Linked DNA regions of Arachis hypogaea: region 2 is linked to region 1. Evidence: chromatin contacts called from public Hi-C data. All regions are on one chromosome and are shown on one strand. Each heading gives the region's core, a stretch centred on a gene start, on an enhancer-like site or on the middle of the called end of the contact. The rest is flanking DNA. Distances are from core to core; before and after follow the strand shown.

Region 1 (7,710 bases), core at 3,007-5,506:
AACCATCACTTTGCTCGGCCAAGTCATGCAACTTCTTATGATTCTCATAAAACATTTTCAGCTCTCCTACTGGAACCTCGTCTGGAAAATCCTCAGACTCATCAGACAAATCCACCAACTCATGCTTCCTTTTTTTCACCACAACATTTCTCCTGCCCGGATTGGGCTAATTAACCTCGCCAACCCCTGCAACCTTGTCAACCTTAGACGACGAACCTTCCTTGTCCAAATTTTTGCTTTTTACCATTGACCTCAAAGTCGCAGCAGACACTCCTGGATATTTTTCACCTACAAAAGAAGCCAAAACACACAGTTACATTACAAATCGACCTTACTAAAAACACAAATATTCAAACCCTCACCTAAATATTCTATAACGGCTTCCCTATTATCCTCCCACTGAAGCAAATCAAACACCGAAATAAGCTTTTTCCTATCAACAGCCTCAGTTAGGTATTCTATGATGCACTCATTCCTTGCATTTATAATCTCTGGGCCCAGAATACTCTGCAGCTCCGAACACCACCAGACCGAAAACCTCTCCCCAAAATGCTCGTCCATATAAAAAAGGAACTCCCCCTTAGAATTTCTCACCTTTAGATACATTTCCTTGAAATTTTTGAAAGAGGATTTGTACAATTTGAAAACACCAAAACCCGGCGAACTGTTCAAATTTACCCAACCCCCCTTCCAAACCCCTTTAGCTTGAAATAATGAAAAGAACAATTCCACAGTTGGTTCCTCTTCCAAAAAATCCATAAGAACCTCAAAAGCCCGAAGGAACGCCCATCCATTAGGATGCAGTTGGGAAGGTGCGCAGTTCAGCTGCTTCAACACTTGACACTCGAAATCAGTAAATGGAAGTCTAACCCTCAACTCCTCCAAAACATTACTATACATATAGAAAAACTCAAAACCCTCCCCTCTGTGAAAAATCCTGTCACCTGAAGAATAGGGAAGTAACTCCAACCGAACCCCAGCACCCACCCTAACAATCTTACTACTATCAATATGCTTAATAGCATCTTCATCCAAAAACAAAGATACACGATTCTTCACGTCCTCATTAACCCAGTCATAGGACCAATCAATCTTCTCTTTTTTTCTCCCTTTCGAAACCCATCCGAAACCAACAAATGATAGAGGAGAAGAAGAAGAAAAACAAACAAACACAGGAAAAAGAACAGAGAAGTTAGTACATACCTCGTTTACTCATTTTTTGCTTCCAAATGCCTCTGATAAACAAAAAATAAAAGAGAGCCCAAGTGAAACCCTTCAGGATTCCAAGAGTGTTTTAATTAAACACACTTTACCCACATATTTTGATTCCACTGCCTTCAGTCAAATCAGTTACATCAAAAAATGTAAACTACATTGGAACCACGCACGTGTATTTAATGCTATGTCTCTGTCACTAAAAAACCACAATTTACCATCATTAAATGTTTAATAAAGCATTTTGAACTGGGGGTTACAGGGCCTCACCCAATTGACCGAGTTACTCGGTCACTAAATAACCGATCTACGTTCCATTAATAAGCTCAACCTGCTTCATTAAACACATTCTCAGGCTAAGCTTGGGGGCTATGATCCGACCGTTACAAATATCAGGTCATAACTCGGCATAATAACTCATAACTCGGCCAAATAAAACACAGATCGGCGTTACACGTTACAAGCCAAGTTCAACGGCCTACATACTAGAATCGTAACGTCAGACCAGACATCATCACCCATTAAGCCTTATTATTATTCTTCAATTCAGACAATAAAACAAAAGCATAACTGACTTATTTTACTCGGCATATAAAGGTACAACATCTTCTCTTAAAGAGGACACATTGAATTCTCAATACTAACTTAAATTTTGGAGTGCCTTTGCAGGTACACTCCCCCCTTGTTCCTTGCTCACACTCTGAGAAATTGGACATCTCCTTGGAGCAAAGCTCGGATTACCAAGCTCAAAGGTCGGCGCCGAAGATAAACAACTCAGCATCGACTCCCAGAGACCGAGCTTTTCCTTCAGGTATCCATACAAGAACATATATATTTTGATAAATCTTTTAAAAAACTAACTCTAATAACTATATGTTAATTATTTTTATGGAATGAAAAAAATCATTTAAAATTCGGCCCCTCCATATTAAAATTTCTGGATCCGTCACTGCCCATAATTATACCCATATCGGGACCAGAAACAGAGTGTCATTTGCTTCATTAAAGTCCTCCAACTAGCGTTTAAGATTAATGACATAATTATTAAACAGTCATAGTGCTCGTTTTCTACCCTTAATATATCAGTCTCCTTTACAAAAAAAATTGGAACAAATTTCCTCCAAACTCTAATACTTTAAACCCAACTAGTTGAGATCAGATGGTTTTCAATGCTCCGTCCATCGTACCTAGGCTAAACGATCTATCAGCCAAAATTCTGTCAATCAAACTTTTAGTACAATTCTAAAGACTTTTTTCTACCTCCTTTTCATCAAAGAAAATAACTTCTTCATCTTCTTCTCCCTCAAACTCATCCCTTCCAACATTCTTTTTACCTCCCTGTTCAGCCATGACTCCCTATAGAAAGCACCACTAAATTGATGTATTTTTTATGGTCAATGTGAGATCAACTGTGTTTTGGACTCTATTAAGAAAAATCCTAATAGAGTATTATATATTAACCGTAAGGGATAATTGTTGGCTAATTTAAATGCTTGATCATAGCTTCAATAGTTCAAATAATCTCATAGATTAAGTAACAACTAAAAAATAATTATTTAAGCCCAAAATGTCAAAACTTATGTGTTTCATAATTCATGCATAACTAAAAAAAGGAGCACAAAACAAGAAAAGTAATGCATATGATTTCAACGTACATATAGCTATGATTTGGATTTTTTAATAGTTAACATTACATGCAAAATCATATCAAAGCACTTATAAAATCTTCAACAGATTACAATTACTCGATGACTTTTGCAATTTTTAACTATTAAAAAAATGCTAGAAAAACTCTGCTAATGAGTATGTGAGACTGAGACATGAGCCATCTCACGAGAGTGTTGCGCTGTTGCCTGTGAACCACATAAATAAATTGGTAAATAAAAGTTACCATGTTCGATTTGTGAAAAAAAGTATTTGTATTTATTTATTTTTCGTGAAAAGATATGCTTTGAATTAGGTTTAAAAAGTTGTTATATTTATTCAGTTCTAAGGTGTTTATAACTTGATATTCATATTCTTACAAAAATAAGGTAATATAATGAATTTATTATTCACTAAATTTTAGATATTTAATATTTAATTATGTGTATTAAGAGTGAAGTTATAACTAAGTCTCTGATTTCACTAAAAAGTCTTGAAGCGGGAGTACGTACTCCTTATCTAGCACCCTATGGAATCGTCCACGCTCTGCTAGGATTTTACTGCGCAGCCTCCATGGTTACACATTTTTTTTTCTTTTCTTCGTTAAAGTCTTTTCCATCTTCTTCTACTTTCTTCTCTTAATTTTTTTCCTGTTTTTAATTCACCCCCACTTGTTCCTTAATTTTCGTTTTCTCTCCCAATTCATTCCTATGCTAGATTTCTCTTTTAATTCACTCCGTTTTCTAATTCACTCATTCCATATATCTTATTTCACTCTGGAATCATCAAATACCATTCCTGATTTTCTCTACACCATGTGCAACAAATCAAAGACTCAAAACCCCCATATAATTGATAGTGATCAGGAGGATGATTTGATCGTTTTAGCTTATGAAGATGTTTCTGAAGGAATTCAAGCCTATACACAGAGCCTGTCTGGAAGGATTTTCTCAGATCTTTTCCGTAGGTATCATGGAAGGAGCTCTCTAGGTAATATGGAATAAACCAGAAGGATTCAGAGTAGTCAAAAAATCCAAGAACCGGTTTCAAGTTTTCTTTGAGAATGACTCTGATGTGACTCGAATTGAGAGGGGTTCGCCTTGGTTGTTCAAGAGAATCTATCTCAAGGATTTCGCCTCTAACGCTATGACGGTGGAGGGTGCTAGCCTTCAAGTGGCACCCAAAGAAATATGAAGCTGCTCTCATGGAATTGTCGGGGTTTGGGGAGACCCTTGACAATCCACAATCTTAAAGGGATTTACAAATCCTACTCCCTCGAGGTTGGTTTTATCTGTGAAACAAAAAACCAATCTCAACAAGTTGAAGGAAAACTAAGATCTTGTGGTTTTAAGGAATGGTTTATTGCGGATCCAGATGGATTATTAGGGGGTTGGCAATGGCATGGAGGGATAGTTGCACTGTTCAGATTTTACAGCATGGTAGATTTTTCATTGCGGCATCAGTTCTGACAGCTGGTTCTAATGATCCCTATCGTATTCTAGGTGTTTATCTCAGTTCAAATGATCAACATAGAATAGCTCAATTTGCTGAATTAACTTCAGTCGTCCAACAGTTCAATGGTAAGGTTGTGTTAATGGGTGATTTTAATGCCATTTCTAATCAAGTGGAGAAAGCAGGTGGGGGTGTTAAATCTTCTTCTTCTATTGAAACCTTTAACAGTTTTATTGATGATAATTCCCAAATTGATATTGGTATGGTCGGAAGACCATTTACTTGGTCGAATAGACGGAGTAGTGATGAGTGGATACAAGAAAGACTGGACCGATTCCTTGTAGGAGTTGATTGGCAGCAACTCTATCCCAATGCAACGGTTCTTAGACTATCAGAATCAGGGTCGAATCACTCCCCTCTTCTCTTAGACTCTAATCCGAGAACTGAGAGATCTAAACGGCAATTCAAATTTCAAGAAAGATGGTGTTCCAATGATGAAATAAGGCAGATTGTTAGAGAGGTTTGGCACGAACAGATTGATGGTTCAGCCATGTATATCCTAGCTCAAAAAATAAAGCGTTGTCGGCATAAGATTGTCAGATGGCAACAAGAACACAAATCTAATTTGAAGGTGGAGATTGATTTACTACAGTCTGAATTAGAGGAACTTCATTTAGCAGGAATTCATGGAGGTGACATCATTTCCGAAATAGAGGACAAACTTGAAAAAGCGTTGCAAAATGAGGAATCTTATTGGAAAGATAAGTCTAGAGTCAAATGGCTCAAATCTGGTGATCAAAATACAGCTTTCTTCCAATAGAAATTTAGAAATCGAACCCGAAGGAATAAAATTTGGCAACTATCTGGCAGTGATGGTGAAGTGGCTACCTCAAATGCTGGTATTGCTTCTGTGGCTGAATCGTATTTCAAGGACATCTTCTCCTCCACTTGTCATGAGAACCCCGAATCTCTATTTACTGATTTTGAACCTAAGGTTACAGCTCATATGAACCGTAGTCTTCAAAGACCAATGACTATGGAGGAAGTGAAACGTGCAACATTTAGCATTCATCCTCAAAGTGCTCCAGGAGATGATGGTATGACAGCAAAATTTTTTCAAAGCTTCTGGAACATACTTAGTGGTAATGTGTTTTGAGCAGTTAAGAGTTTCTTTTTAAGGGGCAGAATTTTGAAGGGTTTTAACCACACTCAGATCTGTTTTATTCCCAAGATTTCTAATACTAAAGATATGACTCAGGTAATACCAATAAGCCTATCCTCAGTCTTTTACAAGATTATCTCTAAAGTACTTGTACATAGACTTCAGGGTATGATGAATAGACTAATTAGCCATACGCAGAGTGCTTTTATTAAAGGCAGATTAATCTCTAATAATATCCTAATTGCTCACGAGTGTATGCATTACTTGAAGAACAAAAAAAGGGGACTCAAAAATGAAATGGCGCTAAAATTATATATGAGTAAGGCATATGATAGGGTGGAATGGCACTTTCTTTGGTTTATATTGGAGAAGTCTGGTTTTGACTCCCGGTGGATCATGTGGATTCGAGAATTAGTGACAACTGTTTCTTATTCTGTCATTGTGGAAGGACAACCCTATGGTTTCTTCAAACCAAATAGAGGTATTTGACAAGGAGATCCTCTATCTCCCTATCTTTTTCTTTTCTGTGTAGAAGGTCTCTCCTTCTTGCTACACAAGACAGAACAAAATAGACTAATTCAAGATTTTCAGATACATAGACGATGTCTCAAGGTCAACCACCTCCTCTTTGCTGATGATTCCATCTTATTCTGTAAGGCTAATCCTGAAGCATGTTCAAACATCCTGCATTTATTGAATTCTTATGAAAGCATCAGTGGCCAGAGGGTAAATCTTAATAAATTTGCTGTATTCTTAAGCCACAACACTCCCTCCACTACTCGTACACTACTGGCTAACTCTATGAATATTTATCATATTGGGGCTCAGGATAGATACATTGGTTTGCCTTCTACAATCTCTAAATCGAAAAAGGCTTCTTTTAGTATGATCAAAGAGAAGGTTCGGAAAATAATCCAAGGGTGGAAGCGCAATCTTCTATCGTCAGGTGGTAGACAGGTATGGATTAAGGCAGTGGGAGAAACTATTCCTATTTATACACTGTCTTGCTTCAAGTTGCCTGATGGTTTAATTTCGGAAATTCACTCTATACTTTCTCAGTTCTAGTGGGGACAAAAAGGTTCTGAAAGACGGATGACTTGGATTAGCTGGGACACTATGACTCGCCCACGAAGAGAAGGAGGCCTTGGATTTAAAGATCTCAGAATCCAAAATCTAGCGCTTTTAGGTAATTAAACAGTTTTAGCGACTCGTAACACAACCTTCTTCCCTATTATCCAAAATCCTAAGAGGTAAATACTTTAGCAATGGTAATGCTATAACAGTAGAAATCGGAGTCTTACCTTCTTGGGGATGGAAGAGCATATTGGAAGGCCGAAAGATTGTTAAAAAAGGTCTTAATTGGGCTGTGGGTACTAGAGAGAATATCCGAACATTTGAAGATCTTTGGCTGCCTCCTCCGTACCCTTTAATGATTTCTAACATGCCAAACAGACAGGCTATTTCTAAGTTGGTTCCAAGAGTTAAAGATCTAATTACTGAAGATAGGAATTGGAATCAGAATCTCATTCAAGAGTTATTTCCCCAAGACGTTGCAAACAGGATTTTTTCAGTTAAAATTCAGCAGAGTAGGAACAAATTGCAATGGGATTTGAACAAATCCAAGTAATATGATACAACTTCAGATTACCGAATTGGCTATTTATTTTACCATCTGCCTCTGGAGCTTTGCCCTAATTATATGCAGCAGAAAAAGCTGTGGATTGATCTATGGAAGTTGAACTTACCTCACAAAATTAAGCTATTTATCTGGAAAGCTCTCTATGGCTGGCTTCTGGTGCTTGCTCAGATTCATCACTGCATCCCATCTATATCACCAATATGCCCCTGCTGTCATGAAGCAACAGAAACAGTCACTCATTGTTTGATCGACTGCTCTAGAATTAAAGATGTATGGTCTCAGAGTTATCTTCGTGACTGTCTTCCCCCTCATAGTCCTAACGACTTTTGGACATGGTGGACTGCATCAACAGAAATGCTTAACCCGTTGAAGAATGCTGACCGTAATCCCCAATTGCTTGCCATCGTTTGCTGGAACTGCTGGAAAGCTCGCAACCAATTAATTTTTTAAGGTTCTACTTCAATGTCGTCTGTCATTCTAGCAAGCTCTGTCAAGTTGTTCCGCGAAATCCAAAGAACTCCCAGTTTAGGTCGTCATCTCTATGAGGCAAACTCTTAGTTTCATTCAATTTGATTTATCATTCTTTCTTCTTTAAGAT
Region 2 (7,710 bases), core at 1,352-3,851, 210 kb before region 1:
AATTGATGCTGTCAGTTTGTCGTTGCCTTAGATGTGGTGGCAAGCCATGCTTTTTGTAGCATGTATCAATGGTGTGTCCTGATTTGTCACAGAATGTGCATTGCATTCTGGTACCTCTGCCTCTACCATTGCCTTGGTGTCTTTCTCTGCCTCTGCCTCTCCCTCTATTTCTGTCATCAGTTGGTTGATAAGGAGGTATTGCTTTGTTAAAGAAGATCTTTGAATCTTGACAATCATTGAATTGTCTTTCCTGTTGTGTCAACATGGAGAAGGCAGTGTCTATATCAGGCATGGGAGTCATCAACATCAGTTGCGATCTGACAGCAGTATACTGGTCATTGAGACCTCTTAAAATCTTGTTGTGTAATCCTCTCTTCTGAATTCTCGCATCACACTCAGTCCACATGTGCACGATTGTTCACAATGAGTGCACTCTGGAATTGGCCTGAAATTGTTCAAGTCTTCCCAAATTGATTGTAGCTTCGTGTAGTAAGCAGTTATAGTGGCATCTCCTTGCCTGAGTTGGAAGAGCTCTTCTTGCAACTCAGCAACTCTGAACTTGTCACCTTGATAGTACCTCCGTTTCAGTTCTTTCCACAAGTCTGAGGCGTTGTTGTTCCAAATTACACTTCCTGAGATTTCTGGACTGAGGGATACAGTTATCCATGACACCAGATAGGTGTTGCACTTTTCCCAGGCTTCAAACAGTGGATCGAGTTCATCCGGTTTCACAATGGATCCATCGATGAATTTTAACTTGTTCTTTGATTTCAGAGCTAAAAGCATGCCTCGGCTCCATGAACTATAATTGCTTGCATTCAATTTAACAGGTATGAGAGGATTACCCGGACTTTCACTCGGATGGATGAAATAGGGGCTCGCTGGATCTTGCATCGGAATCACAGTAGTTCTTGCCACATGAGCTTGAATCGCAGAGATCTGATTCAGAAAATTTGCAATTGATTGTGCGTCCATAGGAAAGGCTGGATTCGCAGCAGTTGTCATCGTCGATTGATCAGTTGTCATCGTCGATTGAGCAATTGATGTAGATTCAAGAAATTGAGAAATTGAAAAGAATTAGGTTTTAACAGCTTCCAAGCGAAAAGCAAGAAAAAGGAAGGTAATCGATGAATCCGGTTTGATTTCAGATTCAGATCTTTCACCCTTGGTCTCGTTGATCGGAGTTGCAATCTCTTTTCCACGCTCACCGCACCATGTGAAATTTCGTACTTGGAGAGATTCGAACTCTCATCAATCTCTGTCAGGTGAGTCCAAAGGTGAAGGGTGAAGAACTTGGAGAAAGGAGTGAGAGAGAGAGAGAGATAAACAGAGGAGGGAGGTCCAGTGAAGAAGAAGCTGTTAGTGAATTGAAATTTGGAGAAAGAGAAAATTGGAGAAGATGAAAGTTGTGTTTATTCATCATCAGTTTCTGCATCACATGCTTATCTTTATATAGTTACATAAGAGCTAATTAACTTAATCTGCCTAACTAACTTTGCTAGCTGGCAATTCTAACTGACTAATGCTAACAGCAGTAACTAACTAATTCTAAGTCTACTAATACTAACAGCAGCAACCAATTATATCACGTTACATATATATAATCATATATAACTATAATTTTATACAATATATTACTTATATAATTGTCATATTTAAACTTGTTTTTAATTTGAATAAAAAATATTTCTATATGTAAATAATTTTTTTTTCTTCTGATTCTATATAAATTTTTTCTTCTAATAGTAGATTGTTATATATGTCGAACTCTGAAAAAAAATTACTGAAAATTGGGAAATACAATGATTGATAATTTAATACTAAATTATACTATGTTGCAAACCTTAAAATCAATAGACTGCAGTTGTTGTTTTGTTGGTTGCTTTCCTTCGCAAGCGGTTGACTTAAATATTGTCGGGTTACTGGTTAGAGTATTTATTATGTTGCCATGGTTCTAATTTATTTTATTTTATATTTTTCTCAACAAGGCTACTTACTCAAAATTATGCCAAAATTAAATGTATAAGCAAAGACACATCAAAAGTGACAACAAATTATCTATATAGCACGGGCATTTTAACATTTTTATTTTTATTGAGAAAACAGTTATTGAAAGTGGAATGAACCGAAGAAAGCGAATCTGGTTTAGACAGTTTAATACTTTAATCAGAGCGTGAGAGTATTTTGTAACTAAATTTAAACTTCAAAATTGAAAGCAGGTGCAGCATTGCATGTGATGAGGCACAACCACACGCACCTTATTGTGTTATAACGGGGTGAAAGAACACGTATTTTCTTTATATATGCACGTACTTCTTATTAATGAGGATGCATGATAAGTACAGCTTTAAGAAAATTATAATAATCACATATATAATTGGACGGTATAATCAATTTTGTGGATAACTTTAAATAATAGAATTCACTTGGAGAAGTAGTTAGTGGAATAAAGAAAAATAATATTTACACTATTATTTATATATATAATTTTATATTTTTTTATATTTGTTTCATTTTTAATAACTTTTTTATTAAAAATAAAAATATACAAGAGAGATATATAAAATAGTATATATGTAACAATTTTCAAAAATAATAATTATTAATTAACTTAACTTAAGATGAATATCTTCACAACAAATTATGACTCAAAAAATATAATCTTTTCGTACTTAAATTACGAATTTGAGTCTTGCTCCAATCATGTGCAGATGCATATGTATGTATGTCCGTCGTTTTTCTTGCAAAATGAAGCTACTAATATATTAATCAAGATTGAGAACGGATTAATTAAGACAATAACAATAATAAGAGAGGGGGAAACAGATCAGAAGAAGACAGAGAACACTTATTAGAAGTGTGGGAAAGGAATAGAAGCTTGAAAGTAGAAAACCCCCCTTGTTTGATTTCCACTCATATCCAGTGGGCAGCAGTGCTTCAAGTAGCAGCCAGCTAATTCCCGCGACATCGACTTCGCACCAACCAAACACACTTAGCTTCCTCTCACTCACTCAAACCCACTTAACCACCGTCATTTATATAAACCGCACCGTTTTGCTTATTTCTCATCATCACCATCACAAATAACTTTCACTTTCTCTTTCTCTCTGGCATTATCACAAACACTTTCTATACAATGGAGTACGGAAGGCTTGGTCCTACTGACTTATCTCGTGCCGATGAAACTCCGGTTAATAGGCCGAGATCCTCTACAACTGCCAACACCAAAATTATACTCTTCTCGCTTCTTGCTATTGTTCTCATTGTCGCTTCTGCCATCTCCGCCGTACTTGTTACCGTCGTCCGATCTCGCGCTTCCACCGACGACGGACGATTAAAGGAACCTACGCTCGCTGGCAAACCGACGCAGGCCATCTCACGCACCTGCAGCAGGACAAGGTTCCCGGACCTTTGCGTTAACTCGCTTCTCGATTTTCCGGGATCCACGGCGGCGACGGAGCGGGACTTAGTCCACATTTCCTTCAACATGACGCTGCAACACTTTACTAAAGCGCTCTACATCTCCGCTGCGATTTCCTCCTCCGGTGTGTACGCCTCCATGGATCCACGCTCCCGTGCCGCATACGACGACTGCCTTGAGCTTCTCGACGAGTCCGTGGACGCCATATCAAGATCTCTCACTACAGTCTCTCCCTCCGGCGCATCTCCCGGCGGCACTGTACGACCGCTTGGATCGTCCTCGGACGACGTGCTCACGTGGCTGAGCGCCGCGCTTACAAACCAGGAGACGTGCGCCGAGGGGATGGAAGGCGCCTCCGGCGCCGTGAAGAGCCAGATGGTGAACAACCTGAAGGACTTGTCGGAGCTGGTGAGTAATTGTTTGGCGATATTCTCGGCTTCCGGTGCCGGCGACGACTTCTCCGGTGTCCCTATACAGAACCGGAGAAGGTTGATGGCAATGCGAAAGGAAGAGGTGGCGGAGAAGGAGGATTTCCCTAAGTGGCTGAGTAAAAGAGATAGGAGGTTGTTGAGTTTACCGGTTTCGGCCGTACAGGCGGATGTCATCGTCTCAAAGGACGGTAACGGCTCCGTCAAGACCATCGCCGAAGCCATTAAGAAGGTGCCGGAGTACGGTAGCCGGCGATTTGTTATTTACATAAAGGCAGGAAGGTAAATTATTCACTGATCTTTTTAATTGCTTGTTTTGGTTGGTTTATTTTTATATTTATTTTTCTGTACTATACAATTAGGTGAGATAAATAAATTTTAAAAAATATTTTAAATTACAATAGTTTAAAATTAGACTGATTAAAAATTGACTAATTAAAAATTGTTTATTTATATTTTTTCCATTTCAAATTGTAATTAATAATAACCATAATTATTTATTATTATTATTAAAGATTCTCATCATATATACTTTTTTACTGATGCTTCTCTTTCTTAATTCCAATAACCGCTTATTTGTTAATGGTTTTGGTTCAGTTTATAATAGTAAGTTTAATATTAACTGAGTAGAGTAGCATATAAATTTGAGTGACGGTGATCATCGGTTATTACTTTATAGTAAGATTGTGATTGTTGAAAAAGACTTTGGAGGATCACGGTCACGGCAGTGATGGCTTCATTGACTTATCGAGGACTAATGATCATGCATGCACTTACTCGCAACTGTAATCATGTGACTCAAATATTGTGTATGATTGTGATTTTTTTTAAAGGCAGGAGTACTGGATTAGTATTAAATATTTTAATTAATCCCTGGAAGCATCTATCCCTCATTAATAGATTTTTGGCATGTTAAAGAATAAATAAAAATCCACTAAAACTGATTTATTTAGCTTTGGATGTTAACAACTCCGAATCTAAATGATGTCAATGCTTCAACCGATATATAAAGAATAAAGCAAGGTGACGCAACATTGTTCTTCTGATGAAACCATAATATAAAATTTAACGAAAATATTTATTAACCAAATAAATTTAGCTAAAATAAGTTAAAATTTATCTTATTTAATTTTTATTAATTATTAATAATTAATAAAACTTAAATAAGATAAATTTTTGTTAATTTTTTTTTTGTTTTTCTAATATTATCAAAAACTTATTTACAATTAATTTCAGGTACGAAGAGGACAATTTAAAGGTGGGACGGAAGAAAACCAACGTCATGATCATAGGGGACGGCAAGGGCAAGACGGTCATCACGGGCGGTAGAAACGTTTTGCAGGAAATGACCACATTTCATACTGCATCCTTTGGTAAATTCCCTTTTCATCATTCATCTTTTTGCTTATTATGGCGCTTTTTGTCTAATCATTATTGTTTACAATAACTATTGTCTTAGGAAGAATAAGCAAAAAAAAAGTTTTAATTATATGAACGGAAAGGTCCAAATCCATCTATGCATGACACGAGGTAGAAGTAGAACCGTACCTGAAGCACGTGGCCTGCTATTTTAGGCTGTCATGTTTTAAGATTCCCTGCTGTCTAGGACCTTGGTAATTTAGGACTTGATTATCACTCCATACCACTTCCATTTCAGGGCAATACAAAAGAAAATTGTACCATTACAATTAATCCTCTTTAATTAGTCTATGTGAAAGTCAAATTTCATCTTGATGATCACCATCAGTGTGCATTTCTCATGTGTATACAGTATAAACGTATAGTAAATTAGTAACCCTCTAGGCCCTAGCTACCTTTCAAAAACGACAATGTGAAAAACTGTTAAAATTCGCAATCAAGTATGGTTAGTTAGTTAGTTAAAGCTGAGGTAATTGTTCATTTGCTAGATAATAAAGTAGATAACTTAGGAGATATTTCTGTTGTATGGGCTTCCATGTGATTAGGTAGGTGCGTGGGTAACTATATAATAGGTGAGTTTAGAGTAACATGGCTCAACACACTGTGTATTATTTAAATGTTTAGTCAAAGCATGGGACTGCAGCGTTTTTACGCAACACATTTTCTTCTGTGGCACCAAAACATATTATCAATGTACTTAATGATCTATAACTATCATCAAATAACGCAACCATTAATTCAGATGGTAAGTCTAACTTCAACGAATGAATGGCTCCAAATTAAAGTAGCAAAACCAAATTATTGAATATTTATTTGGGGTTTTTTTTTTTTTTGGTTTTTTTTTTTGGGGGGGGGGGGGGGGGGATGGTCACACGCACAGAGCTTTGCCAAACTCAAATTTATAAATAAATAACAACCAATAGCATTTGCTGTTACTTGTTGTAGTATATAAGTTAACCAAATTATTTTTCTAATCAAAACTAACCTCTAACAACAACAATCATGACTCATGAGTATCGTCATTCCACCAACTTAATTATTAGCTCATCCTTGCAGCTGCGAGTGGCTCTGGATTCATCGCAAGAGACATGACATTCGAGAACTACGCGGGCCCAGCGAAGCACCAAGCGGTGGCTCTCCGCCTCAGTTCAGACCACGCGGTGGTTTACCGGTGCAACGTCATAGGCTACCAAGACACATGTTACGTTCACTCAAACCGTCAATTCTTCAGAGAATGCGACATATACGGTACCGTAGACTTCATATTCGGCAACGCCGCAGTGGTATTCCAGAACTGCAGCCTCTACGCTCGAAAGCCCATGCCCCAACAAAAAAACACAATAACGGCCCAAAACAGAAAAGACCCGAATCAGAACACAGGCATTTCGATCCATAACTCTCGGATCCTAGCCACGTCAGATCTCCAGGCATCTAAGGGTAGCTTCCCAACATATCTGGGCCGTCCATGGAAAATGTACGCTAGGACCGTATACATGATATCATACATCGGTGATCACGTGCATCCACGTGGATGGTTAGAGTGGAACACAAGCAATTTTGCACTGGACACGTGTTACTACGGTGAGTACATGAATTATGGGCCGGGTGCTGCCATCGGTCAACGGGTTAAATGGGCTGGGTATCGGATCATCACGTCCACCGTGGAAGCAAGCAGATTCACGGTGGGCCAATTCATTTCAGGCTCCTCGTGGTTGCCGTCCACCGGAGTGGCCTTTATTTCTGGCCTATCAACCTGAGAACAAGAACCTAGATCTTTTTTCACAATGCACATGGACAAACCCAATTTGGCATTATAATTTTTATTTGTAATTGTACTAAAGTAGAAAAATAGTGGTATGTTTTTTGTTTTTTTCCCTTCGGGCATAATGTTTTCATTTGTCTATCCCATGATGATAATAAGAAATGTAACGTGTAAACATTGTTTAATATAATATATATAGATCTTATTTTTTTGCTGGACTCTCAACTCGCTCATCTTTAAGTCCAAGTTGTCCACTAGCTAGAAGTAGTAGCATCCTGGTTTCGCTGACAATTGAGAAATGATCATCATTTCAGTTTGTTGATTTTGACTTTTTGAAGGCCACCAGATTATTATTGTTGATGGAGTAAAAAGCCTCATGTTTGTCTAACATCGGATACTAGAATTAGTAGTTGTTGTCAGGTAAAGACGGAAAATCTGAGAATAATTGTGGTTGAGGTTTAATTTAGAGAAGAAGGGAAGCAAAAATTAGTTCATCCTATACTCCAAAATTATTGAAGTTTGAAATAACCGGTTTTTATGTGTTTTGCTAATTAATGAATATTTAGACACTGAATAAAGAATAAAATGAAAAAAAAATGGTTGAGAACTACGGTATATGGCTACACTATTTAACAATTAATAGATCTGAGTAAAATTTTTATTAAGAATAATACTTTTAA

The links. Hi-C and Micro-C count contacts between places; a contact is called where the count stands out from the background.
Region 2: a Hi-C map of an unstated tissue shows a contact between it and region 1, with 3 times the contacts expected there. The contact joins the promoter of LOC112767131 here to the promoter of LOC140180723 in region 1. A contact is called at or near these places in 2 of 8 Hi-C or Micro-C datasets (leaf and an unstated tissue).

Annotation. Positions count from the first base shown.
Region 1 is chr17:121,209,996-121,217,705 of arahy.Tifrunner.gnm2.J5K5, reverse strand. LOC140180723 reads left to right here and starts at 4,256. Exons shown (of 2, transcript XM_072222006.1): 1 at 4,256-4,449; 2 at 4,540-5,131. The coding sequence starts at 4,256. The coding sequence ends at 5,131. It overlaps LOC112764942, which reads right to left. Exons shown (of 13, transcript XM_025810785.3): 13 at 2,831-3,068.
Region 2 is chr17:121,419,820-121,427,529 of arahy.Tifrunner.gnm2.J5K5, reverse strand. It overlaps LOC112767131 (probable pectinesterase/pectinesterase inhibitor 61), which reads left to right and starts at 2,601. Exons shown (of 3, transcript XM_025813010.3): 1 at 2,601-4,131; 2 at 5,086-5,222; 3 at 6,325-7,248. The coding sequence starts at 3,137. The coding sequence ends at 7,025. LOC140180724 reads right to left here and starts at 1,026. Exons shown (of 1, transcript XM_072222007.1): 1 at 349-1,026. The coding sequence starts at 1,026. The coding sequence ends at 349.